4 separate regions of the Mus musculus genome follow, and all the other regions are linked to region 1. Evidence: chromatin contacts called from public HiChIP or PLAC-seq and promoter capture Hi-C data. All regions are on one chromosome and are shown on one strand. The core of a region is the stretch at or near the end of the contact, and the rest is flanking DNA. Distances in the headings are between cores, read along the strand shown.

Evidence for each region. Promoter capture Hi-C pulls out the DNA fragments that hold promoters and counts their contacts. HiChIP or PLAC-seq counts read pairs in DNA pulled down with a chosen protein or histone mark.
Region 2: a promoter capture Hi-C map of the 3T3-L1 cell line shows a contact between it and region 1, with 2.3 times the contacts expected there. The contact joins the enhancer-like site here to the promoter of Cnot4 in region 1. A contact is called at or near these places in 6 of 39 promoter capture datasets (the 3T3-L1 cell line, cranial neural crest, erythroid cells and 2 more) and 1 of 484 Hi-C or Micro-C datasets (muscle stem cells).
Region 3: a contact with region 1 is called in a promoter capture Hi-C map of the 3T3-L1 cell line, with 3 times the contacts expected there. The contact joins the promoter of Cald1 here to the promoter of Cnot4 in region 1. A contact is called at or near these places in 3 of 39 promoter capture datasets (the 3T3-L1 cell line, liver and stem cell-derived epiblast-like cells).
Region 4: a contact with region 1 is called in a FOXA1 HiChIP or PLAC-seq map of pancreatic cancer cells. The contact joins the promoter of Akr1b7 here to the promoter of Cnot4 in region 1. A contact is called at or near these places in 1 of 39 promoter capture datasets (pre-B cells) and 2 of 115 datasets of contacts at active chromatin or transcription factors (microglia and pancreatic cancer cells).

Annotation. Positions count from the first base shown.
Region 1 is chr6:35,131,310-35,138,267 of GRCm38.p6, forward strand. Cnot4 (CCR4-NOT transcription complex, subunit 4) reads right to left here and starts at 2,428. Exons shown (of 12, transcript NM_001164413.1): 1 at 2,193-2,428. Gm33046 (a long non-coding RNA gene) reads left to right here and starts at 2,222. Exons shown (of 5, transcript XR_868974.2): 1 at 2,222-2,393; 2 at 2,939-3,261; 3 at 5,837-5,962.
Region 2 is chr6:34,495,022-34,501,696 of GRCm38.p6, forward strand. The region is part of intron 2 of Bpgm (2,3-bisphosphoglycerate mutase); the gene reads left to right. Among named protein-coding and RNA genes, the nearest start is that of Gm52898, 13 kb to the right of the region's middle. Within about 2 kb of position 3,325, at least 70 of the 459 cell types and tissues checked have an H3K27ac peak or open chromatin away from gene starts, as enhancers often do. A contact at or near this core is called in muscle stem cells, where this site is marked.
Region 3 is chr6:34,594,997-34,602,412 of GRCm38.p6, forward strand. Cald1 (caldesmon 1) reads left to right here and starts at 3,508. Exons shown (of 14, transcript NM_001347100.1): 1 at 3,508-3,669.
Region 4 is chr6:34,408,737-34,415,591 of GRCm38.p6, forward strand. It overlaps Akr1b7 (aldo-keto reductase family 1, member B7), which reads left to right and starts at 3,626. Exons shown (of 10, transcript NM_009731.2): 1 at 3,626-3,739; 2 at 6,584-6,751. The coding sequence starts at 3,674.

The DNA.
Region 1 (6,958 bases), core at 1,178-3,677:
CATTTTGCCAAATTGGGGCTTAAGTGGCTGAAATAAAGAGCTTTGACCATGAGTGACAAGATGAAGAGTCAGGTGACTGTCTTCAAGTTCAAGGCTAGCCTGATCTACATTGCTGGTCAGTCAGAGCTACATAAAGACCCTGTCTTAAAAAAAAAAAGGAAAGAGAGAAAGAACAAAAGAAAGAACGAACGAAAGAAAGACAGACAGACAGACAGCCGAGGGGGAGGAGGAGGAGGAAGAGGAGGAAGGAGAGGAAGCTTTATGAGCAGCTTTTCTAACCTTAGTTTACATTTTTAAAAACTTTTCACAGCAACTTAATATAACATCAAATATAAGAATAGTCAAGCTTTATAGGTGAAATATGTAAGATTTACAATAACAGTAATGTGTGAAAGTAACTAGAAGAACTGCGTTTGTATTTACACTTAAGTTGTTACTATTTCCCCCCAATAAGCGACATACTTCATTATGAGACTGTTATTGTGACTTTAAATATTTTTATATATATATTAAGAACACAATGTCTTATGTTCAAACTTGACATGTGTTTATCTGACCTATATAATCTTATTTGCTGTTCTGGTAATTCTTTATGTCACTGTGGTGTATTATAGCAAATACTCTAACTCCTGATTACACAAACTAGTGCATTTCAATTCTGCTTTCACTCTACTGTAGAGACCATAAGCCACCCCTTGCTCTTCAGTTTCTAGCTCTTACTTACTACAGGTAATAACAGCTAAGTGCCATTGAAGCATGCGTATGCTCAGCTTTGTGACTTCTTTTCTCAGCCCCCATAGTTTCTATGGGAAAAAAAGGAATTTAAGTTTACCCCAAAATATCAACTTCTCTTCATACATACCCAATGTGTTTTTCCATACAACTTATTCTGATAACTCCTATCCTAGAAATGTCAAAAGAGGGAATTTCCCAGATCAAAAGAGAGGGGGGAAAAGTCAAATTTGCACCCATCACAAATAAATGTTATCAATTAACATAAACATCAATATAACGGAGCCAATAATTGATACAAAAGGAATCTGTAACCCACATACAATCAAAATACCATCTGTATTTATTTGCATGTGGTGTTCGGGGATGAAGTGTGTGTGTGCGCGCTAGATTCACCTGGTTTTGAAATTCTAAGCTGATCTTTATGGGTATAATCAGAGACAACATCAAGTGTCCTGAGGAATGGCAATTCAGGAGAATGCTGAGTAGCACGGAGAAGGTCGAAAATGAAAAGAGGGGTAAAAAAGGATAGCAAATGAGCAACAAAAAGATCAAAAAAGCAAAACATTCCTTTCCCGAGTAGCCCGAAGAAAGCTCTTTTCTCTTAACGTTAATAGTCTCCCACTCACTTCATTCACTTCCTAACTTCCTTTACTTTTCAAGGAACAACACGGGGCATCATCTCCCCTATCCTGGAGTGTGTGCTCAAAGAGTCTGCATTGGAAAGAGGGAAGGAACCGACAATTCTCAAGTAGGTTAAGAAACAGGTGGGTTATACGGAGCAACGGAGCAGCAACATGATTTAGATACTCACGAGGTGGCTTTAAGATGACAGATGCGGTTAAAGGAGACTTGCACATCGGAATCAACTCGGGTCTGGCAGACAGACTGGGGGCTGACTGCAAGCACCAGAGGGGAGCAGAGGCTAGATCCAGAGCAGCCTTTCTGGAAGGGATGGGGCAAAAAGGGGCAAAAAAGCCCACCAAGCAGGACGGGTGGGCAGTGAGCAGCAGCACCCGTCAGAGTGGAAATGATGGCTCTGGCTTGGGAGACCGGGGCCAGTAGGAAAGGACGTCAGAGGGGAAAGGAGGCTGGGGAAACAGGAGGACCAAGACCTAAGGATACTGTTGCCAGAAAAATGCGGGGAAAACTGGTGATGAGAAGCCCTCTTGGGTTCTCAATTGAAGAAATTCTCCAAGGAGAGCCGGCGCTCGCTGCCGCGCTGCCTCCAACCCGGCTGCCTTTTCCTGGTGATAACTGCTGTGGCGTAGAGGGGAGAGGGAGGAAGAAGAGGAGGAGGAGGCAGCCAGAGGAGGAGGAGGAGGGTGAAGACGAGGCGGGCGGGGGTGGGGGGGTGGGGAGAAAGGGGGGTGCGGCCTGCACAGTCCCAGCGAAGCCTCCGCTCTCTCGTAGCCGGTCAGCGCCGGGTTTCCCCTAAGCCCAGCCCCGCAGACACTCACCCGCCTGCCTTGCCTCGCTTTTCTCTTAGCCGACTCCACGCGTTGCCGAGTCCTCACAGGAGACCAATGAACGAGAGTCGGCGAAAAAACTCTTCAGAACCGGGCCTGACTGCTTCAGTGAGTCCGACCTTTACGGCTGAGAGAGAGACTCTCAGCTTTCGGTGGGTTCCACGGCTAGACGGGCCACCATCTTACATTAGGGTAAGACTCCTCCGGCCTCCGCTGCGCAGGCGCATGCCGATCCGGCTGGGCGGGGCGGGGGAGGGGCGGGACAAGCGGCAGGCGGGCGAGTGGGAGGTTGCGGCGGACTGGTCCACTGCACCCTGGGAGTTGTAGTCCTCCGATAGTAACCGCCCCGGGGCAGGCCGGGAATTGAAGTCATCACTAGAGAAGGCGCTCGGGAACTCGTTCCTCACGTGGCTACTGGAGCGCCGGCTTTCTTCTTGTTTTGCTTCCTCTTCTGCCCGCGTGTGTGGCTACTGTGTCATGTGGTCGGCGGTTTTCACTAATGTTAGCTGAAATGTAGGAAACCAAAATTCTACGAAACTTAACTGATTCGGAGGAAGCTAGGACGTGTCTTTTTCTGCCCCGCCCGCCATAGATAGGTATCTGACGGGGGCGGTATGGTGGTAGAATCAGGTTGAGCATTGCAAGAGCGCGGGATTTGATCTAGAGTGGGGAGTTGATACTTTTGGAAAAGTGAGCGTTAATTCGTTTCCCGGTCTTTGCACGTCCTTTACCACCAGTACAGCTGAGCTCATCCTCCTTACTGGAAAATCGCCAGTGAAGAAATACCTGAATTGCCATGTGCACATTTCTCAAGAGAACGCGGGCAGTCAGAGTAGCATGAGTTGCTGATGATGTGAAAGCATGTGGACTTACCTGCAAACTGTTGCTGGCTGCACAGAACTCTTCCAGCCTGCACAGAAGTGTGCGTCAGGTTCGCAAACTGCACAAGTAAACACGTCTCAAAGGACATAATACAACCGCAGCCGGTTCGAGCACCGAGAAATTCTAAATAACAAAATCAATTTACTGAACTTCCCGGGTTGCCTCCCAGAACTCTGGTGTAAGTGGCGCTCCTGGAGCGGTCGATTCTGTTTATTGCCTATATTCTTCATCTATTCATATAAGTGCTGAGCTCCTTGGTACCCAGTTCAGTGCCATATGCTGGGAGCATACAACAGAGACCAAAAACACAAATCTGTCCCCATTCTAGGGTGTGTGCATGTAGTGGGGTTTGGAGAAGTGAAAGGAACCAAGTTTTCAAATCCAGGATTAAAATACGTAGGATGGGACTGTGGATGTCACACAGTGGTAGGGCGCTAGTCTGGCACACTTGAGGCCTGAAAGCAAAAGGTTTAAGGGGAGGATTTAAAACAGAAAAGGGAAATGTAAGGAAAGAAATTGAAGTTTTAAAGTCTCAGTCTCGCTGGACGTGGTGACACAAGCCAGGACTCTGAAAGCAGAGGCAGGTGTATCTCTTTGAGTTCAAGGCCAGCTTGGTCTACAAACCATGTCTAGAGGCAGAAAAAAAAAAAAAAAAACCACAAAAAAGGCAACCAGACCAGTTTCTTTGGTGTAAGAGAGAGGAAATGTTGGGGGGCAGGGGGAGGGGCATAAAAATGACTCAACTTATTTTACACAGGAATGAAATTGCTAAAAATTATATATGTGTGTGTGTATGTGTATACATATATATACACATACATATATATGGGTGTGTATGTGTGTGTGTGTATATATATATATATATATATATATATATATATATATATATATATATCACATTTGGGCATAGTGGTATGAGACCTTGTCTCAAAGTAAAAAAGTTAGGTGCTGGAGAGACAGTTCAGTGGCGAGAGTACAATTCCCAGCCACCACATGGTGGCTCACAACCTTTTGTAATGGGATATCTTCTGGTGTGTCTGAACAGAGCTACGGTGCACTCACATATATAAAATAAGTAAATACATTTTTTTTAAGTAAAAAAAGTTAAAGCCTGGAACGTAACTAAATGATAAAGTCCCTCCTGGCACAAAACCCTGAATTCAATCTTCAAAGGTTAAAAAAAAAAGTTACAGAGTAATATACAGTAAAATTATCTATATTTCCATAAACATGATTGCTCTAAAAATATAATAAAATGGTTATTTGCTAGCACTTGGAACAAAATCTTCATGTATGTGAAAGTTATGAATACTAACTGATTGAAAGAAGTGTGTTTTGGTCTCTCTCCGGTAGGCAACACGCATCTACCCTTAGTTACACCACTAGATTATTTCTTAATGTGCTCCTCATTTGTTAGAACTAAAAACACCAACAGCTTCGTGTTCATGTGTAAAGCAAGTTAGACTTTGGATAATTAGATGTAAGTTGTATTCAGATAACCATACACAGGTGTTTCATTTAGCAGTCATGAGAGACACAAAGTGGTTCTTCAGATAGAATTCTGAAGACTGGCTCTCCCGTTTCTGCAGGGAGGGTAGCACACTGAGCTCCTGCACTGTGAGAATCCAACACTAGGAAACAACGTCACTTTCGTTGTTGGGTTTTGGCATTTTGTTTGGGGAATTTTGTTCTGTTTTGTTTTTGAGACTGGGTTTCTCTAATGAAGCTCTGGCTATTCTGAAACTCTGTGGCTGGCCTTGAACTCAGAGATCTGCCTGCTTCTGCTTCCCAAGTGCTGGGATTAAAAGCCTGAGCCACCACTGCCACACACAATATCACTATCTGCTTATTGATGGAGACTGACTGACACAAAGGGACAACTACTAACTAATGATATTCACTACCCTTTCAGGCCTGGTCTTTTATTACATTAACAACCAATTTTTACATGTTAATATATGTGTATACATATATACTTATCAATGTAACAATTCTTTTAAGATGCAGGAATGTCTCTTTTTTATTTGTTTTTTTTTAAATTTATTTATTTGTTTACTTATGTATATGTGTATGCTGTCGATCTCTTCAGACACACCAGAAGAGGGCATCAGATTCCATTACAAATGGTTGTAAGCCACCATGCAGTTTCTGGGAATTGAACTCAGGACCTCTGGGAGAGTAGTCAGTGCTCTTAACCACTGAGCCAACTCTCCAGCCTTTATTTGGTTTTTCAAGACAGAGTTTCTCTGTACAGCCCTAGATGTCCTGGAACTCAATTTGGAGATTACAGTGGCCTCCAGCTCCACCAGCCTCTGCCTCCCACACCTAACTCAGGATTATTCATTTCTCATTTATTTCTACTTTATTATTTTTTACCTCTGTGTACCTGTGTAGTTCTGTGTGTGAGTGTGTATATGTGACTATCACTGGTGGAAGAGGCCTGAGCTGTCAGGTGCCCCTGGAATTGGGATGGCAACCAGGTGCGATCAGCCCAGTGTGGGGGATGGGAACTGAACCCAGGCCCTTCGGAAGAATAGCACATGCCCTTCACTACTGAGCCAACTCTCCAACTCCAGGAACACATCTATAAAATTACATACACATCAAATTCATACACATCAAACACATAATGTGGAGTTAGTTAAATAGAGGGCTGTATTTGGAAGAGGTAGGAAGGGAGACATAACTTCATAAATTGCTTCATTGATTTAAGGTTATGCATATAAACCAGTTTTATACATTTTCATAAATAGATCATTCTGCTGTGTTGCGAATGGATTGAAGAAAGACAAGAATGAACTTGGAACAACTAATTATGGGAATATTTTAGTCATCCAGATGGTTATTCTGATTGTGGTGGCAGCAAGGATGGAAAAAAGGTAATAAAACCAAGATACATTCTTTGAGATTGAAATAACAGGACTGGGTGATAAAGTGGAAATGAAGGGGTTCTCTTGAATGAGTCCTGTTTCTCTGGATTGAGTGGCCTTGCAGATGGGGGCTCCTTTGGTTGCAAAGGAGAAGAGGAAAGTAATGATGATTGAAATAGCATGTATGAAATGGAAGCAGAGAACTTCATGTGAAAGTCAGCAGGACTTCAGAAGAGTAGTGACTGCCCACTTGAACCTGGTAAACTTTTATTTCTAATTATTTATTGTATGTGTGCGTGGTCATATTTATAAGGGGCAGTGTGCACTTTTGCAAACTACTGAGATATGGGTATTTTAAATAAATCAAAAGTTCAAGTCATATTCAGACATGAACCTGACTGTGTACAAAGGCATGATTTCCCTGCAGTTGGGGACTGTAGCTCAGTGGTGATGTCATTTACTGCTCACAAGGTGCTGGATTTGATCCCTAGTCCTGAAAGAAAAATCCCATTGCTTCAATACTACTAAATACTAATGTCACATTATTTGTGTGACATTACTTATTTTCCCCAGGCCCTACTAACTGTGAGTCTTAACTGTTATTTGATAAGTTTTGTCTTAATCATTTAGTGAGTATTTGTGTACTGAATGTTAGGTATAGATGTTGCTATCCAAAGTTATTTTAAGATCTGAAAGCAGAAAGAGAGAGAGAGAACAAATAGAATAACTATAAAATATAATTAGCTTATTGTCAAAGTATTAGGAAGGGAAAAGAATAAGGTAAGGAGCCGGGCGTGATGGCACACACCTTTAATCCCAGCACTTGCGAGGCAGAGGCAGGCGGATTTCTGAGTTCGAGGCCAGCCTGGTCTACAGAGACAGCCAGGGCTACACAGAGAAACCCTGTCTCAAAAAAACAAAACAAAACAAAAAGAAAAAGGTAAGGGATCAAAGCTCGCGGGCTGGCTGGTGTGAAACAGGAGCGCCTCTGTGAAGAGATAACTC
Region 2 (6,675 bases), core at 2,075-4,574, 640 kb before region 1:
GGGACTGCTTCACTGGTTTTCAGAACCATAAATAATTGCCTACAATCTTGTCAGTAAGTCCAGGTTAAAGCCGATCTCGCCCCTGACAGTTGTGCTTCTCACAACGCTGCAAGAGAACTTTGAATGCCCGCGGGAGAGCTAAAAGCAACCTGTTGTGCACAGTTCCAGACAGGCGTGTGTTTCTTTTTCTTGTGGTTGGCATAGTTGCTTCCTGTTTGTTTCCTGCTGGTCCACACTGAAGGAAAAGCCGAGTACCTAACTGAGTGTTGGATGTGGTCTGTACCTTGCCAGAGGAAGTAGATTGTTTAGTCTGGTTTAAGCACAGGATCAGGCAGATGCAAGACAGGGATAAAGAGTGGCGGCAAGAAATTTGTATAAGACTTGGACTCTGTCCCTGGAGAAGTGTACACAGCTGCACACACAGCAAGTCAGACACAAGGTGACGTGAAATGAGAGAAATGAGAGGAAAGGTCAGCTAGAGCTGGCTGCCAATGGCGGCTGAGGTGTTTGTCACCTTTGGCATTTAGTAGGATATTTTCAGAATCATGGAGTTCAAGCCCTCTTTCCTGGGAGACAAATAATTGCTTAGTGGTAGAGCTGAGCTAGCTTTTATGCAAGCCTACAAAATCTATAGTAGCCTTTATTCTTAAATAGCGTAAGATTTTAACTGTAATTTAACTAAACAAATTAAATTATAATTATTTGAATACATTATTTAAATTATAAGTGATTTAAGTGAATAAATTTGGTAAATTATAGTGAATGAAAAGTTAACTAAAACTGAAAGGTGAATTCATCTCTCTCTTGCTTAATTTTAAAGCAGCAGCTATTACCCTGCCATCAGGTTACAGGGTAATTTAATACCCTGTTTTCTTTGGTTTCCCCAGGCTATCTTTTAATTGTATGTATGTGAAACTAAAAATTTAGAAGTCTAAAATTAAATTTACTTGTATGGTCACCTGTAATGGACAGTCTCTTCTTTCAGCCCTTACTGATAATAGAAGAATACACAGCGTCGTTGTCCCATAGGTCCAGTGGGGACAAAGAGGGGTGGGTGGGGGTCTCACAGTTGGCTGCCACCAGATTCACTGAAGCTGGGTGGTGTTTTTGCTTTTTTGTTTTTAATCCTAAAATATGGGCTTTCCTTTCGTCCTGTAGCAACTCCTCCTGTGTCCCTGAGTGCTGCTTTTCCCCATTTCCTGCTGCTAAAAGATTTGTAGGCATTTTAGAGAAAAGCCAAAGAACACACAGAACAGATTTGTGCAGTTTGCTTGATTAGCACTAGGTATAAACAACTTTTTTGTTCCAGGCTAAGAACTGTTTAAATGCACCTCCCACACCTCGTTTCTTGCTCAGTTCATAATGAGAAAAGTCTTTAATCAAGGCTTCAACAATAAAGACTAGACTTGAAAGCCAAGAAAGTTAGAATTCACTCAGTTCAACTGTATGCCCAGGGCCCAGTGATTCAAGTCCTGCTTTTGGCCCAGGAGCTAGAGTACACATGAATGAGTGAGACACACAAGGTCCTGCCTATGGTGGATCCTATGTGCCCCTTCTGATCTTTCAGAAATGTCACCCAAAAATGCACATCTGATATGACCTTCCTTGGAGTGCTCTCATGCAAAAGCCTGTTGCTGGGGAATCTTTAACCTTTATTCCTTATAACCTGCAATCCCATGTAAAAAGTGCATTCTTGGTGGATCCAGTGGTGACATACCTAATGTATCTGACGGACCATATAGCTCCATGTTTTGTGCCTCCTAGCAGGCAACCTTCGAAAGCACTGCTCACAGATGCACAGATTCCAGTTATATTCTTGTAAGGATGGTGAGGCACTGCCCGGAGAGCTGGAGTCACAGAGCAGAGTTCTCATTCTGGCAGAAGCCAGGATTTGTTCAAGTGCTTCTCCCAGAGGTGTTGGGTGGGGCATTGTGGTTGAAGTACAGTGTCCTGTGTTCTAGTTTGTTACCATGACTTAGAGGGAGTGCCGGCAGGTTGACTTTCTTTTTTTCTTCTTCTTCTTCTTCTTCTTCTTCTTTTTTTTTTTTTTCAGTTTTCCGAGACAGGGTTTCTCTGTATAGCCCTGGCTGTCCTGGAACTCACTTTGTAGACCAGGCTGGCCTCAAACTCAGAAATCCGTCTGCGTCTGCCTCCTGAGGGCTGGGATTAAAGGCGTGCGCCACCACGCCCAGCCTGCAAATTGACTTTCGGAAGCTACTCCTGCACGTAGAAAATAAGTTATTTAAGTTTTCCATTTTGGGTATCAATTTACTCACATGGTTTTCTCCTAAACTTTCGTTCTTTCTTATCTGAAATGCTTCCACCATTTCCAGTGGTTGCAGTGGGTTTCGAGAAGCTCCTGCATAGAGACTGGAGAATTAAAGATGCTCTAGGTATTCCGATGCTTGCCTATGGTAGGCTCGGCCCTCCAGAGGCTGGGGTAGAAAATTTCCAGTTCAAGGCAAGCCTGTGCCACATAGTTAAACGCTGAAGACACCAGGTGTAAAGTGAAGAGATGGCTTCAGAGGGACTGTGATGGAAAGAAGGTAGAGAGAGAGAAAGAACCTGGTGCCATTTCCAAGAAGGCGCTCTTGGACTTGGTTAAACGTGAACTGGAGACTGGGGTGGTGTTCTGCTAGAATGTGTGAAGCCCTGCCTTTTGATCAACAGCGCTGCATAAAACTGGGTGTGGTGGTGCAGGCGTCCTCATAGCACCCGGGGGGGCGGGGGGGGGGGTGGTGGTGGTGGAAAGAGGAGAATCGGAGATTCTGTGTCATCCTCAGCTACGAAGTGAGGCTAAGGTTAGCCTGGGCTACATGAGTCCTAATGATTTAAATAAATAAATAAACAAATCAATAAATCAAAAGCTGAGCTAGGCAGGAGGTGTGATACCTGACTACACATTTTAGCTTCTGTTTGGTGGCCCAGTGGATGGATTTTTAAGAGTATAATGCATAGCATCTTTTGCTGGTTTGGTTTGGGGCAGTGCAGCGGGGAAGTTCTGTTTACTTAGCTTTCCTAGGATGAAGCATTTAGTATATGCCAACTTTTAGTAACAAGCAATGGCTTCCCTGTGGTTTTCTTAATTTGCTATTTTAAAATGTCAGCCGCTTAGGTCTCATTGACTGATTAGTAACCAGTCTAAGCATTTTAAGAATTTGTAAGTAATTAGTTTACTCTGTGAATAGCTTGAGGCATTATTAAAATAGAATGTTAACTTCATTGGAAACTTTTTTTTTTTAAGTTCTCTTTCTGTTAGTGGCATGCTATAGTCTGGAGGCCTTTGTTTAGTGGACTCACACAGGGATGAGTCATTAAATAAAAGCAAACCTTGGGCAAGGACTTGGCCTGCTGGCTCCTGTTGCATCGAAGTCAAACCACTGAGTCCCCTGTGATGCACTCCAGCTTCCTGATGCAAACCTAGAACATGTTTCTGAGATCGCACAGGTGACCTCTAGACCTGGCCATCTGCTTCCTGGGCTTAGCTGTTTTAAGTCAGACAGACTTGCTCCTCCCTGTTTCCTGTGAGAACACTGGGACTGATGTCCAGTTAGCACGCAGCCTTTACCAGAGCTGAGCAAAAATTAAAACATTCTCTTTCACCTTCAGTGTTAGAAACAGCAGTAAACAATGCAGAAGACCAGGGTTTAAGTGCTGACTGCAAGGACAGCTCAGTTTTTATAGACTTAAAAGCCTTGAGACTTGAACAGGCCTTTTGGATCTGCTTAGTATTTTTGTTAACAGCTGTAGTGAGCTAAAACCCACATGTAACTGCCCCTGAGAGTGGTTTTTAGTGTGTAGTTAGTTGTACAAGTAACTGTAGAGGATGGTTCCAGACGTCCCTGCAGTTAACAAAAATCTGTAGGTCGATGTTCAAGTCCCGGTGTGAAGCAGGTGGTGTCTGTACATAGCTGATGCACGTTGCCTCCTACTCCTCAGATTGTCTGTGGCCTCGAACTGTGGGAATCGGTGCTCTACTCTGATGCAGGGAGTGGCAAGGGGAAAAGGTTTCGACTGGTGCAGATGCATTTGTTTCCCGACAGTTTCCATTGGTGACCGATTGAATCCGTATCTGAGGGTCCAGTGGATGTGAGTGATGTCCACGGTCCTCGATCCATCGACACAGTGTTTATAAGTAAGGACCAGAGACAATGCTGATCAAGGGGTATTAAGTCGCAGCTGTAGCAGAATAAGAAGTTCTGTTGTGTTGTTGCATACGTGGTAGGACGACAGCAGCTGAGTTATGTTCAAGATTGCTCAGAAAACTAGAAGAAAGGATTTGGAATGTTTTTATTGTAAGAAATAATGATAATAAAATATGTAAGTTATGCTTAGCTTGATTCAAATGTAGATAGATTCTTCTAATTTTTCCCCAAAGGAAACTGCTCCTCCAATGGCAATGTCTGGTTCTCCCAGCCCTGGGCAGCTGCTAATCCACTTGCGTCACTATGGGCTTCTCTGCTCTGAACATTTTCTGTTGATGGAGTCATACAATAAGTAGTCTTTTTGTGACTGGCCTTTTAAAAGCCATTTACATATTGTTGGGGACAGAACCCAAGGCCTTGTGGGCTTTATGCAAGCACTACTGAAAGCTATATTCCAGCACTTTAAAAAAAAACTTACTACAGTGTTTTCCATATCAATAACATATATCAGTGTTTCATCCCTGTTCAAATAATATTCCACCATCCTGCCCAGTCACACTCATCTGCTCACTAGTTGGCAGCAATTTCAGTGTTTCTGTATTTTGGCTATTATCTGTAATGCTGCTGTGGAGATTTATATATAACTTTTGATATGGACATATGTTCTATTTCTCTTAGGCATATGCCTGAGGTATTTTCAGACTGTTTTCCCAAGAAGCTATAGCCTTCTGATCTCCTGATTTCATCCTGTATTATACTTATAATCTCCCCACATCCTTGATAATGCTTGTTGATAATCTGCCTTTTTGCTGTGTTCACCTCACTGACGCGAACGGGCATCATCTTGTGGGCTGGAACTGCATCTCCGGAAAGACCAGGGCTGCTGGTCGTCCTTGCCAGCGCTTTCTGGTTTATCCTTGGAGAAATGTCTGCTCGGATCTTTTGCCTGTTATTTCACTGCCACTCATCTTTTCATGTCTCCTTTTATCTTTCTCAGGAAGATCTTATTTCTAAAAGCTACATTCTTGGTAGTGTTGGGGATGGAATCCTAGGTCCTGTGCATCCTAGGCGAGCACTGTCACTGGGCTTCAGTCCCAGCCCATGTGTGTACTGAGGGAATTCCGAGGTGTTGGATCCCCTCAGGCTGGAGTTTCAGGTAGTCATGAACTGCCAAGTGAGTACTGGGAACTGAACTTGGAAGAGCAGTAAGTGCTCATAGCCGCTGAGCCAGCTCCCCGGACACTGTCTTAATTTTGAGGCATAGTAGTTCTTTGTGTAGTCTTAATGCACGTCCCTATGATTTTGTAAAAATAAACAAAATTATCCTACTCTCTGTAGTGTCTTTTCATCTTCAAAGGGCAATGGTGCCCTTTGAACCTGACAATTGTATACACAGATTTCATTTTTCTTCTCTTCTGTTGCTGTGCTTTCGTGTTGTCTAAGAAGCCATTGTCCTAATTCAAGGACTTTGCTCCTCCCTGTGTGCCTGTGTGTGTGCTGTTGAGAAGGTTACCCCTCTTGCTCTTACTTGCCTCAGTACACGTGTTGGAAATTAGTTGATTGAAACTGTGAAGGCTGATTTTGCTCTCACTTCTCACCTGCTGATCTGTTGTCGGTCCTTACTGCGAGAGCTGTGTAGCATCTGCGAGGACGGCACTCTCCGCAGTCTAGAGCTCCATAGGAAGTTTTGAGAGCTGACACGGTGCTTTCTTGTCTATTAAGGATTAAATAGAGTGATTTTGGTGCTGAAGGGCACTACCCTCTCTCTTCACTTTCCTGAGTGCTTTGGATCTCTGTGAGGTTTGAGGTTGTATCAACTTTTATAAAAAGAGCTGAAATTTTGTTAGGGATTATGTTGGGCCTATACATTAACCTAGAAAAAAATTGACATCTTGTGTGTGTGTGTGTGTGTGTGTGTGTGTGTGTGTGTAAAAGCCAGAGGTCAACTCGTGGTGTCTTCCTCTTTTGCTCCCCACCTTATTTTTCGATGCAGTGTCTCTCACTGCACTTGAACTGGACAGTTTGAGGCAGCCAGTGACCTTGGGGATCAGCTCGTCCCCATCCCTCCAGCACCGAGGTCACGGACACATCCTGCCATCTGCAGCATTTTCCCTGGGCGTCGGGGATTCAAACTCAGGTGGTCTTGCTTGCATGGGAAGCACTTTACAGACTGAGCCACACTCTTAATATTAAGTCTTCCAGTCATACATGTCGGATTTCTTTGAATCGAGATAATTCAAATCATATGCCCTTACATTGTTTCCCTTCTTGGCTAAAATTCATTCTGATTCTGATACTACTGTGACTAGGATTGTGTGAGTCATTTCACTCTCCTGTTGGTGTCTGTACTGATGGTGGGGCCTGAGAGTGACCTCACTTGCTTACACTAGAGTTGTCAATGCTACGTGTTCCTGTGTGGAAGGTGGTGGTGGTCTTGTCATCTGCAGATAGTTCTCCTTCTTGTCTACTCTAGGTGGCTGTTAGTTCACTTTCTCATTTATTGCCCGGGCTAAGTTTTCCAGTGCAAGGC
Region 3 (7,416 bases), core at 2,258-4,757, 540 kb before region 1:
CTAGAATGATTCTCTTCCATTTTCTACACAAATAACCTTATTACAGCAAATGAGACCTGATTTTGTTTTTTTGTTTTGTTTTGTTTTGTTTTGTTTTGTTTTGTTTTGTTTTGTTTTACACTACCCCAATGGCTCACTCTTCTCTTTCATAAAAGGGACAGTGGTGATTCTTGTCCTTTTAGTAGTTGTAATGGAGTCACTTTTAACATGCCCTCATGAAACATGATATGCTGTATATATTACTGATAGATGTCTCTTAGGGTGTTCATAAAGATTTTATTCTCAGTTTTCTTAGAAATTTTCTATGAATAATTATTAATTTATTTACATTTTTCTACAAATAAATATTAATGATTTTCCTTTTTAAACACTTCGGATTTTGGACCCCTTCTGCATTCACTGTCTTTTATACTATTGGGTGAAATTTGATACTTTTTCAACGTTAATTTTGTAAGTGCAGTTAGCCACTCTAAATTTCCACTCTCTGTCCTTTTGAGGATATATCTCTGCGTGTACTTTGTGTGTACACTTTGTGATTTAATTTCTATGACAAGACTCTAATTTTATAAGCTTGGGAGTCTGGAAAGATTTCATTTGACCAAAAGAATGTGGGAAGGAGTATTCAGCCTTAAAAAAAAATTCTTGTCTGTTCAATAAAGTATATTTCTTATAAATTAAAATCTTGTCTATTTTTTTTATGAACTAAAGGGAGTAGATTCCTGTTTTGAATGAAAAAACAAAAAACACAGCCTGCTTTTACTTTTCAAAGTCAAACCACAAACAAAATATAGTTACAGATGCTGATCAATTTGACAGCAAGCTCTAGGAACCAAAGAAGAAAAGAATGTATAAGGAGTCATGAAAATGTTTCTAAAAGTCTCTTTACATCCATTATGGTTGACTAAGTCCTGTGATAGACAAGCTGTTCTGTATCTGGGATGATACCATTGGGAAATATATTCCACAGGAATGTCCTATATAAACTCTGTGTGTGTGTGTGTATACATACATTTATATATACACACAAATGTATAAATTGGAAAAATTAAATACAATGGAAGTGAAATTCCCATGGAAGAAATTAGGCAACATATAAACATGTTTCTTCATCACTTTTCTTTTTAACATTTCTGTTTTCTTTTAATGACAAAGAAAGATTGTTTTCTCTATCGTGATGTATTTATATAACATGTGTTGAATCTATAGTTCGTCTACAGCAGTTCTACTACAGATATGTAAAGTGAGCTTCATGGCTCTCCATGTGCTATACTGCATATATGAAATGTCTAGAATTTATCTAGAGAAGCCTACTTCTTTCCCCCAAAAGGCATAACCCAAAACATTCGGCTATTTATCTTCTATAAACCACACAGCTCGTTCATCCCTTCCATGTTTCCTGTTGATAGTATTTCCCCCTGTCATAGCACAACTTCTCTTTCCTCTGGAAAGCTGGTCCTTAAAAAGAAAACCATAAAGACAACAACAAAATATAATCCTCATGGACTACAAAATGTCGCCCTGCTGCCGGTCACTCAAGAGGCATCCCTGGTGTAAGTGGAGAGTATGTTGCTCAGGCTGCCTTCTGCCCCAGTTGTGGATAATAGCCCTTTCACACAGCCCTCCCTAATCCAGCCTTGAGTTCATGCACCCAGAAAAATCCCTGGGCAGAGGTCGTATCGATATGATTGAGATGTTTGCAGAAACTCATGTCTGTCTGCTATTGTCTTCAAGTTCAGTCTTTTGCCAGACTAAGAAGCTTGACTCTGTCTTTCAACCTGTCCAGCCAGATACAGGGTTTCCCCAGCTGCCAAACTGGCTATGATCCAAAAAGTTTATTTTCAAATCATTTATCTGGGATCAGAAAGAGGTTTCCCAAAAGAACAATTTTGAACATGGCTGTGCTCACCTGGTTGAGCTACAGTGAACTTGAAATGCAACATTAACAGTGTGGTTCCCACCAACAAGTTATTTATCTTGTGTGTCTGGGAAAGTACTCTCTCAGTTCTGGTTCAAGGATGCTTTAAGTCCAACTCTCCCTGGACCCTGTAGTCTTTGCTGTAACTTTTTTTTAGAGCTGTTTAGTAGAAGAAAGCAAGAAACACAGAGGAGGTAAGTTACCTCCCTAAGAAGTGTAGGGGGTCCATGTAGACACTTCTGGGTGACTGGTTAATAACTGGGGGCTGGAGAAGAAACTCACCCATGTGGACCGACTGCTTCCCAAGCATTCTCAAGGAAGCACAAAGGGCGGGGGCTGTTTCCTGAATAGAGACAGCTTCTTTGTCAGATCATCATTAATAGAGAAAGGCTTTTTCAGTCAGACTGCATGTGTTGATTAAGCTTCTGGACTTGTAATTAGCCAGGGGAAATATTTAAAACTTCTTGGTCGGTGATGAGACAGTATCAGTAATGAAACATGGATTTCGTGCTAAGCCCCAGGTCTGACAAACAGTAAGTATTCCATTTTTTTTAAAAGCTAAGTACCGACTGAATGAGTTCCAAAGACTACAAGACCACAATTGGATGCATGTGTGGGCCAGTGACCTGCATTGTAACTCAGCATCTTTCAGGGCTCCCCTATCACTGGCTTTCTAGAATGTTCTAGGACATCTGTGTCACCTGTGAGAGCATATGTGTCTATCTATACCTGCCCCAAAGCAGGTCCTGGATCTCTCTATGTCCTTCTCTGCACATTTGTTTTTACACATTTCTAGTACAATCTCCTTGTTGCCAAGACAGAAGAAAGAAAGGAAGATGGGTGTTGGTAGGAAATGCCAATAAAGCTCTCTCTTAAGCCTAGGACTCTATCTGCTAGCTTCTGGCCTCACCTTTTTTTTTTTTCCTGGCCAACATTATGTACTAAAAAGACTGATACATTTTATTTATACTTTTTGTCAGTTGTTCCCATAACACACATAGACATATTCTAGGCTAGAACTTAGCCTGTGCAGCCAGCCGCCCTGCTTCTTATCCACTTCAGATTTTTAACTCGTATAATAATGTAAATTTATTTTTATAATGAAACTGCTTTGCAAAGAAATACACTATTACGGCTTCTTCGACTAAAATGTCTCCTCCCACCCCCAGCCTCACCCCTGTAAGTGTGTCTAACTGTCCACTTATTGTCTCGTGGACTGTACTTTCTTTTTAAAGCTCTATTTGTGTTCTACAAGACAGCCTCTTTCTCCAAGATTAACGTTTCTTATGATTGTTCCTGACAATGGATCTGCTTCCAGGAGGCCCTGCTTAGGATAACCAAAAAAGGGCATGGAGCCGGCTGGTTTTGGCAGCCTGCTCACGGTTTCAAGCTTTTTAGGACTTGGTTTTTCTGATGAGTGATATCCTGAGCATGCCTAGGGAATGACAGGCATCTGCACGGGCAGACAGCATCACCTTGGCTAGGGTGTCGTCATTGGCTGCCTATTAGAAAAACTACAGGACAATGCATACCACCGCCTGCTGACTGTAAACATAGGGGGTATGTGTTCACTTAGCATGGACTTCTGGGAGGGGCCAAGGAAGGGCGGTCTGCAGTTTTATTGAATAGAGCAGTGTGCATTAGGCTGCCTGCCTGCCTGCCTGCCTGCTTGCTCTCTTGCTGGGTTGCTTAAAGGAATCCCTGCTTTCAGACAGCAGGACATCCCTCCTTGGGAAGAAGTTGCTGCCCTAGAGGTAAGAGACAAAGTCTTTCTTTCTCCGCCTTCAGGGAAGCTGGGGCTGCTCTACAGGTTTCAGGCAACATTCCTGGCTAAGGCTGCTGGATATGCAAAATCTTTCAAGGCAGGCAACAGACCACGTAAATTCTCAAAGCCAGCGCCTGGACTTCCTGACCTGTTCCCAGAAGGTCAATGTGATGAAACTTCAAGTTTTGTTTATAGAGATGGCACAAACGGTGTCATCTCCTGGTGACAGGATCAGGGAGCACCAGCGCGTTTGCCCAGGATGCGCTTTTGTTCCAAGGGGGATGTGGTCTGTACCCGGAATCCTCAGGCCAGCAGCTGTGAGAGGATTCTGTCCCTTTAGCAGTTTCTTTCCCATCTTTGGTCAGCAGACATTTAAAGAGGATTCAGGTTTTAATTAAAAAAATAACATCAACGGCTTTTTACGTTGTTAAGACAAAGAATGTTTGTTTTGTTTTGTTGTGGGTTTGGGTTTTTGTTTTAAGCTAATTTTAAGCTAAGTAATGGGTTCCTCTTACTCTGCTACCAGGATTTTAGAAGTGGGATTTCAGAGATGTAAAGAAATAAGGTCAGAGTTCTACCACTAGCACCAACTCAGCGAGTGCCGCTCATCTGTTATTTGCTGAAATAGAAGATGCCTGCCCTGTTTGTTTTCTATAAACCGGAGCAGCAAGAGAATGTGTGCATGAGTGGGCGTGTGTGTAGAAATCATGGGTAACTGCCTACCAAAATATTTCTTGAGAAATCTTCATTTCTGTTGGAAAGTATGCCCCCCGAGGGTCTGAAAAGATAGGAGCTGGAGGAACGTTCCAGAAAGGAAGGAAAGGAGCTCTTATTTCCAAACAGACGTATTTGGGCATCTCAGTCAGTAGCGCAAGTTGGTAGTAGTCGGTAATTCCTTTTAGAAAGAGCCGATTGTAAAGGGTGGGGGAATTTCAGTGCCATGGCAATCCATGGTCAGAAACAGAGAGCAAAGAGCTTGGTATTCCCAGATCCCTGCTGGCAACGAGGCTCTGCGCGTGGGGCTGTAAATGGAAGCAGCACAGTCCCTTAGTGTTAGGCAAAACCAGACACGAGAACTAGAACTTACTGAAGACAAGGTGCCCTGCAGAAGAAGAGTAAGTCTGAGCAGTTAAATAATAATACTCATAGTAAGCTCTAGCGTTCCCAGGTGGCTGCTTCCATTTATGTTTGCCATAGACTGCGATGCCTTGAGGTTGGGACTTGCTAAGGAATCCTTGTGTTTAGAAGGGTGGGGATTTCTTGAGAAGTGACACGTGAGAACAGACTGCCCTGTGAGTTTCTTTCCCTGGAATGTCTCTGAGGAAGTGTGTAAGTGTGAGGGGAAGGCTGCAGGCAATCGTTTGCTCTGCTCGACTACTGTCCCTCCTCCAAAGACATCAAGTTCCAAACTTTGTACGGGGGGGTGGTGGTGGTGGTGGGGTTAATGTCAATGAAAACATGGAAAGCAATTTCTTTCTCAAGTATTCTCTAAACCACGAAGGGAATGCAGTTTGGAAGGAAATCTATAATCTTGGATTTGAGGATAAATTCCACTTTGAAGCCAACATCCTGGAGTGGCTGAAAGTTCATTTTCTCTATGACCAGTTTCTCCCATCCCCCTCACATGCTCCCCACCCCCAATCACTACAAAATAACATTTTCTGGAATAATACCGAGTGTGTTCTCCTAACACAGAGTGAGGGGCTTCAGTTCATGGTGACTGTCAGGCAGTTCTTGATGCTACTTTCTCCCGGTGAAGAACAATCTGGGAGAGCTTTCCCCTAATAGGGAGGTAAGTTGAGCTCTGTGAAGCCACAGCCTGGGAACTTTGATTCCATTAAAACCATCTAATGAAAAACATAGGAGAAGCTCTGGGTGAAAAAAGAATTGCAGAAAAGAATAGATCTTAGAACACGTGAAGAATGTATGTACTTAACCAGTTTACAGGCTAAGTGTGGGGTTGTTAGCATTTTTGAAAGGCAACAGAATGTGCAGTTTAAAGCATCCAAATTGAAGATTGCATTAGGCATGTGATTTATTTTTACACCTCAGAGAGAGAGAGAGAGAGAGAGAGAGAGAGAGAGAGAGAGAGAGAGAGAAGATGAAGAGACAGGTTGTGATTTCATAGTCAAGGGCTTAAAGGAGACACCTGAATGGATTTCCTGACAATTGGGACTATTCCCATTCTCCTTGGCTCCTCACTAGTCCCAAGCCTTGTCTGTTCTCTGCATGTAGAATAGGTTGGTTTAGAGGCGTGCCATAGAGTGGTTCCAGAGTCTAGCTTGGGTGTAAGCCTTTTCTTGAAAACTCACACAGTCCTGTCCACTTGTCATTCATGGTAGTTGATTACTGGTTAGTCACTCTTCAGTGAGATGAGAAGTGACTTAGAGATGAACGTGAGAAGGGTTTTGCCAGCTCCCCATCTGCCTGGTGTCTGTCACATGGCTTGGAAATGTGGTGGGGTGAGGCCATGGTTGGGGATGGGGGGGAGGGGGGAGGCTCGAAATGCTGACAATTCGGAATGCAAATGACATGGTAGGCCTGGGAAGGAGGTTAGGGAGATGCTGCCAAAAGGATCTTCAAACTTTAAGGAGGCGTTTTCTGGGTAAATCTCTCAGAGCCCCAAAATAGCACCATTAGCTTCTTAACAGAAAGTCCTGCTGGGACGTGGTAGCACACTGCCTGTAATCCCAGCACTTGGGAGGCAGAGGCAGACAGATTTCTGAGTTTGAGGCCAGCCTGGTCTACAAAGTGAGTTCCAGGACAGCCAGGGATACACAAAGAAACCCTGTCTTGAAAAAAAAAAAAAAAAAAAAAAAAAAAAAGAAAAGAAAGAAAAGAAAAGAAAAGAGAAAAAGAAAAAGAAAAAAAGAAAAAGAAAAAGAAAAAGAAAAAGAAAAAGAAAAAGAAAAAGAAAAAAGAAAGCCCTTCATCTGTCAAGCCCATCTAGATGCTTGGAGGCTGGGGGAGCCGCTCAGTTTAAAGAGATACTCTTAGTTGAGGCTTAACTCATGAGCTCCAAAGTGAGAGCTTGATTCTAGTTTTGTCTCCTTTGCTTAAATAACCCTGACCTTTAAGGATGCTATCAACTCTTTGGCCTCTCCTAGCATGGCAATCAGCACGCCTCGCTTCCATCTCACAGTGGTTAAGATGTCTAAACGAGATGACAGGTTTAGGTTTTGTCTCTTCTCCCAGTAGGCCCATAGAGCCTAAACTGCTTTCAGTTTGAATCTTATGACTGTTATGCTAACTCTGGGTGGTGGTCACCATCATTTCTTGTCTTCCCTGAAGATCTCTCCTCTTTCCTCCTATTTAAGACATCTTACACAGTACTTTCTAGGACCTTGATCCTAGAACCTTAAGAAACTGGTCTACCCCCAAGGCCATCTGAAATTCGGCTTTGTAGATCAGAGACTAGGGAGGAGACAGATAGCAGAAGGCAGAACAGGGTAGGCTATCTGTGGAGCAGAGCAGTATCCAGGAACCAGGGAATGTAAGAAGCCAGGTGGACAGACCAGTGACAAAGTGCTGACAACAGACAGGCCTTAGCAAATGAGGTGGCTTCTTTGCCTCTAGCCAAAAGGATGGAATTAATCCCAGCCTGTCATGCCTGGGCCTTGTAGGCAGGATGAGGTAACCAGCTGCACCTGGTTGGGGTTTCTGCCCTTATTGAGACCAGATTTCTCCAGGAGCTGTGCCTCTCTCCTCTGCTGGCCTCATTGTTTAGTATTCTCAA
Region 4 (6,855 bases), core at 2,376-4,875, 720 kb before region 1:
AAATTAGAAAAAGCGAATGCAATTTCTACTTTGGTTTCTAACCCTCCTACAGCAGCTTTATTGCTTTAATTTTCTCTGAGACAATGTGATTCAGACCTATTTTTTTTCTTTTTTCTTTTTTTAAGATTTATTTATTGATTATATGTAAGTACACTGTAGCTGTCTTCAGACACACCAGAAGAGGGAGTCAGATCTTGTTACGGATGGTTGTGAGCCACCATGTGGTTGCTGGGATTTGAACTCAGGACCTTTGGAAGAGCAGTCGGGTGCTCTTACCTGCTGAGCCATTTCACCAGCCCCTATTTTTTTTTCTTAACAGGTCAGATTTTATTAATTCCACAGGACAGGAATAAGACTACTACCACAATTTTGAGCCAAATTTGAAGCAAACTTTAATAAATACTGGCCAGGGCAATGGACTCTGGACAGATCCATCCAGAGTTCCCTCAAAATAGCCATGAGCTACACTGGTCAAGTGCTTATAAAGGCAAACCCACGAGGCTATGTGCTTTCCACCTTCATCCAACCAGGAGCAAGCACACATCCTGATGTACATACAGCTTACAGATGATCAAGCACATCTAGTGAAGTTGGGTCAACCAAACTTGTCAGGGAAGTGAAAATATAGGCTTGTCATCTTATATAAACAATAGCCTTCAGCATCTTAGGAAGTATTTGTCCTTGGGCAAGGGAATTTCAGATAAGAAGCATTTTTGTTTTATGGATCTCCTAGGAACAGCAATTAAAACTTAAAACATAACTTTGACTCTTACAATTTCTGTAGGAAGAATGGCCATTTCCCCGAATTTTTTTTAGCCATATAGCAACATATACTCTAGCTACCTGGTGTTATGATACCTCAAAACATAGCCAGGATTAGTTTAAGACCCTTGGATTCTCTGAAAGCTTTTTCTTTCATGGACTCTGCTATAGTCTGGATCTAGAATGTTCCTTGAAGACCCAGATGTTAAAGACTTTGTCTTAAATTTTGCTCTGTTGGAGGGTGGTGGAAACCTCAAGAGATGGAGTATAGAATGTACAAAGCTCTAAGTCTGCTCTTCAGCATCCCCTAAACCAGTCATGGGGTGCATGCTTATAATCTTAGCACGTGAGATGTGAAGATAAGACCATCAAAAGTTCAAGGTCACCCTGAGCAACATGGTAAGTTCTAGGCCAGACTGATGTACATGAGACCCTGTCTCAAGTAAATAAAAAGGTATAGGAGAGATGGCTCAGTTGTCAAGAGCAATGCTGTTCCTGCACAGGACCTGAATTTGGTTGACACCCATATTAGTGTTCACAAGAGCCTATCACTTCAGTTCTAGGGGAACTGTCACACTCTTGAAGGTTCCATAGGCACCTGCACTCATGAACATATGCACACACTCATAATTTAAAAACAAATCTTAAGAGATCAAACAAGAAACCCACAAATCAAAACAACAGCAGTTACATGGGTCATATTGTCAGTAGGTAAATGGGTGATAGAAAAGCAGAGAGCTCTCCCCCACAGGACTCAGACGTTCCTACATCTTCAGGTGATGATTGGAGCCTAGCGATGTGTCCAGTCTAGAGATACATTCCAAAAGTCTTATCGGAAGTTCATGAAGACGTCAGAGTAGATAAGAAGACTGTAAACGGGGCTCTGTGTTGTCTAGCATTTCCTCTACCTACAATCTCGATGTTCTAGTCAGCCATGGCAAAGTAGTCTGCAGGATCTTTAGTACTGATAAAGCTTCAACCTAGTTCACTTCCTGACCCTGTCTCCTTCTGTATTTCATTTTACTCCCATTTATTTCTGGATTGAAATATATGCATTTAGGATCTTCTCTTTCCATGTGTCAGTGGGATTTCAGAGAGGGGAACATGTAGAGACGTCACAGTGTGAGATGGAGCTTGGCTATGATTTCTACCTGATCTTTAGCTTTCTTGCCTAGTTATCTGGTCTTTGATGGGGTGAGCCCTGTGTGTAGGCTTCAGAGATGTCCATATGACTATCCAGTCTCTAGCCACAGAGCCTACTCCCTGAGTCCAATTTACCTGACTGTGACAAGTGTATGCCAGTACATGACATTGTTTTACAATTCTAACTACGTGGTGGCTAGCTGGTGCTCTTCTTTCAGCTAGATTCTACAGCACATGTAGACTATCCCATGTGCGAAGACTCAAGAAATACAGAGGGAACCCTCTGCACATACTGGGGCAGTAATTGTCAGTGTCCTGGGATATGGAACTTCTATGAAATACCTACAATGGTACACTTAGGGATATTACTCATTCCTATTATAAACCAATCGAAAACAAACTAAATATTTAAGAATAGTGGAAATGACCAAATAAATGTTGACAAAATAAAATCTTTTGCAACCATTAAAATGTATGTGGTAAAAGTAATTTTAAAATGGTGTTTTAGGGCTGGAAAGAAGGCTTAGCGGTTAAAAGAACATGCTGCTCTAACCGAGGACCCATGTTCAATTCCCACACCCAGTGGCTCACAACCACCTATAGCCTCCAGGGGATCTGATGTCCTGGGATGGCCTCCACAGGGCTGCACACGCGTGCATGGGCACATGCAAAAGTAAGAAACAAAACCAAAACATGAAGTCAAAGTGACTTGTTGTAGATGTTTAGAAAGTTTGTTTTATGAAGTTAGCTTCCAAAAATATATGTATAGTATGTAAGAACTAAGACATATATACTCAGAGACATTATTAATAAAACACATATGCAAAGACAGAAGAAAACAGCACTGCGAATGGCAGTTTAGGTGATGGGGATATTCTGCTTCAGGTTCTCACCCTTATAAACCATCCTTGCGTTTCACAGTTGAGTACATGACATTTCATAGTCACAAAAGATTGTTTTCAAATCAGGCACAGTTTTTTTTTTTTTTTAATGTCGTTATAAAACACAATTGGTCAAATCCCTAAATCTGAAAGAAAAGAAAAGGAAGAAGAAGAAGAAAAGTAGGCAACGAGGAAGAAAGGAAAAACAAAGGAAGGAGAAAGAGAATTTCATTAGGAAAGAACCTGTCCCAGTGGCTAGCAGGTCATTTTCATCCTCAGGGAATCTTCTTGCCTTGCAATCTGACAGAAAACGCACAGATACAGGCATTTCTAGAAAGGTGTCCATGACCTACATTTAAAAAAAAAAAAAATCTTTCCACAAGGTCACCTGCCAGTTTCCTCTGTAACAGACATCCCTTAGTTTTGTGGCCAAGGACAGTTATTTCAAAGTAGTTACTGTAAAAGATGTCTCATTTTTCCTCGACATTTTTATTTGCCTCAAACTGCATGAGCACCCACGCAGTTCACTAGCGTTATATCCACTCCCAGGGCAATGACCCTTCCCAAATAAACTTACCAGTTCATCTTGGATGACCTTTCAACCATGTCACTTAGGTTCACAAACCTCTGATCCGCATACCCAATAAAGCATGCATTCTGCCCAGATAGCCTTTGCACTGTGCTGACTTTAATCTTTGTTTACGATGATCAGTGTGGCACAAGATTGACATGAAGTTCCTGTTCTCATGCCCCAACCCTTGGCTGTGGCTGCTTGCCAATGTGGTAAGAGCCCGCCTCCTTTATCCAGGACATAAAAATGTCACCAGCCTCCTTGTAGAGAAAGCAGGCATTTCATCTGCTCACTCAGAGAACTCTCTGCAGCAACCATGGCCACCTTCGTGGAACTCAGTACCAAAGCCAAGATGCCCCTTGTGGGCCTGGGCACCTGGAAGGTGAGTGTGCAGTCTTGGGACACCTGCTGCCTTTGAGGGGAGGTCTGGACATTTTCTTTTCTGTGCAGAGCATCTATCTGCCTTGGGTTTGATAAGGCCAGCATTATCACCTGTTGTCAGCTGCTTTGGGTTGCAGATGAGCCTTTCCCAGAAATGACAATAGCTTCCTTGGCGAATATCAGGTTTAAATTTGTACAATTTTTCAGGGAGAAAACTGTTTTCAGGGAAGTTTTCTCTTAGAAAGCCTTTCCTTGGGACTCTGAGGGTCTCTGTTGGTTTGTTACTGGCTGAGTGACTGAGAGAGAGTATAGAGTTCTTAATGACCCCACTCTTATGATGCAAGACTATGCCAACATCTGAGTGGCCTGGGAGCTTGTGGGAAAGGCAGAGGACAACTGGACTGGCCCAGGCAGTTTACAAAATCTCCATGTGATTCCCCCACACCTTAAGACCCATGCAGCATGAGAGCCACAGAATTGGAGTCAGCTCAAAGTCTGCCCTGGCTGTGTTAATCTCTACTGGCAAGTTGCTCTGTGGCCCATCCCAGTACCCAGTGAAACAGATTTCTCACGAAATCTTGGGACAAGTCTGACATTGGTCCATCTTCTTCTAACTCTGCCTTCTTTGCTGTTTCTATTACTGACAACATGAGAGTAGCCAGCTTGTTAACCAGGAGCTGTTTTTAGTTTTGATTTTGATTTCTTGAGACAGGGTTTCTCTCTCTCTAACCTAAAATGACCTTGATCAAATTTGGAGTAATCCTCCTGCCTCAGCTTCTTGAATACTGGGATTATAGGTGTGAGCCTTCATCCTTGGCTCAGGAGTAGTTTGGGAACCCATCTGTCTTAGTTAGGGTTTTACTGCTGTGAATAGACACCACGACCAAGGCAAGTCTTATAAAAAACAACATTTAATTGGGGCTGGCTTACAGGTTCAGAGGTTTAGTCCATTATCATCAAGGTGGGAGCATGGCAGTATCCAGGCAGGCATGGCACAGGCAGAGCTGAGAGTTCTATGTTTTCATCCAAAGGCTGCTAGTGGAAGACTGACTTCCTGGCAACTGGGGTGAGAGTCTTAAGTCCACACCCACAGTGACACACCTACTCCAACCAGGCCACACCTCCAGACGGTGCCACTCCCTGCTCCAAGAATATACAAACCATCACACCATCTGTCCTGTGTCCAAGACTCATTTCCAGTCTTCCTCTGTTTCTCTTTTCTTTACACAGAGGGTAGGTTCTCTCTTTGTTTCTACATTAGATTGGGGTCTTACTAGAATGGTGAGACTTGCAACCAGAGTAGAAATTTCACATTCCCTCAAGGTGACAAATAATTACAAATCTCCAGGATACTCACCCTGGACAAATTTAGAAGAAATGCACTTTCAGAGTTCCAAAAGCATTTGTAAATATTTGTAAGAAGTTGTTTTCGAGGTAAGGACTCTGTGCTCACCAGTGGACAAGCAGGAGGGTGACACTTTGGCCCTGGGCCCCAGTGCTTTTGTGTTTCTGGAAATTCCTTCTCCTCATGATGGCAGAGCTGTTGATCTCTGCTCTCTGTGCTTCTCAAGGTTTGATGCTTAAAAACAGAACCTTTAGATTTAGTAATAGGGGAAGAGTTATTTATGGGCTGTTGTTTGAGAGTCTTCCACAGCCCTGGTTACCTTATAATAATTCATTATGTGGCTGAGACTGGCCCTGAACTCCTGGTTTTCCTACTCACCTCCCAAATGCTAGGATTAAAACATGGGCCACCACATCCAGTGAGATGTTGTTTTGTATTGACTGAGATAATATTGTGCCCCAGGCTGTCCTCAAAGCCACAGCCTGGCCCTCCTACCTTTGTGCCTCTCATGGTGGTGTTACAGCCATGCAGCACCATGCTCTGCAGAGAGGTACGTGATGAGTACTTACTCTCCTAAGCCAATACCTGGCTTGGTTAGGTCAGGACAGAAGGTGACCCACTTCAAATGCTCCTTCCCTTGGCTCCTTGGCTTGTTTTCTCTTTCTTTCTCTCTCTTTCTCTCTCTCTCTCTCTCTGTCTGTCTCTGTCTCTGTCTCTGTCTCTGTCTTTGTCTCTGTCTCTGTCTCTGTCTCTCTCTCTCTCTCTCTCTGTAGTCCATATGGGGAAAATCCATTTTTATAAAGTTTCTGTTAGGTTTAAAACTGAGGACAAAGAAATGAAGTGCCTATTTAACATCTTCCTGTTTGCTCTTTTTCTGAAACAGTGATTACATATTGGATTGCAAGTGCCAGGTGATGTGCTGAAATCTTCACAATCTTGTGGCAAGCTGGCAACACAAAGGCCTCATGGGGCAGGGCCCATAACTTGCTATGTTTTGCTGTCAAGGTTTAGGGAAATTGAGGAATCTGCTCAGCCTCATACTGCACCATAGCAGAGTTCAAATCACATTGCTATAATATATTTTTTAAAGATCCTTCTAACTGTCTGGAGTCTGAGAACTCCTCCTCAGAATCTAGTTTTCAGGCTAGCCTTGCAAGTTTCAAGGGGAGTCATTTGTCACTCAGAAACTGGAGGCACTTCAAGATCAACCTGGACTGGAGGACTAGAATAGGACACGAGTCAGAATCATGACAATGACATGTGTATTAAGATGCCATAATGAAATCCATCACTTTGTATGATAACCTAAAAATTTAGTGAAATAAAAAAAGTAATTCACTTTTTCTTTTCCTGGGAGAAACCCCTCAGTGTATGTTTTCTTCTCCCAAGTCCACTTGGGAACAGGACTGCAGCAAGGCTGTGGTTTTCAGAATCTGGTCTATGTGGAGCCCTTAAGAAGAGGCCTTGGAGCATCTAATGGTCTTTTCTATTGCCTTTCAGTCTTCCCCAGGCCAAGTCAAGGAAGCCGTGAAGGCGGCCATTGATGCTGGGTATCGCCACATTGACTGTGCCTATGTGTATCACAATGAGAATGAGGTGGGAGAAGCTATCCAAGAGAAGATCAAAGAGAATGCTGTGAAGCGGGAGGATCTCTTCATCGTCAGCAAGGTACAATGATGCACTTGGTGGACAAGACTTCAAGGCAGGTGGAAGTATCTGTGTAGGGGCAGGTTTGAGAGCTTATTCGCCTTTCTTTGTGGGCCTGCATGTCT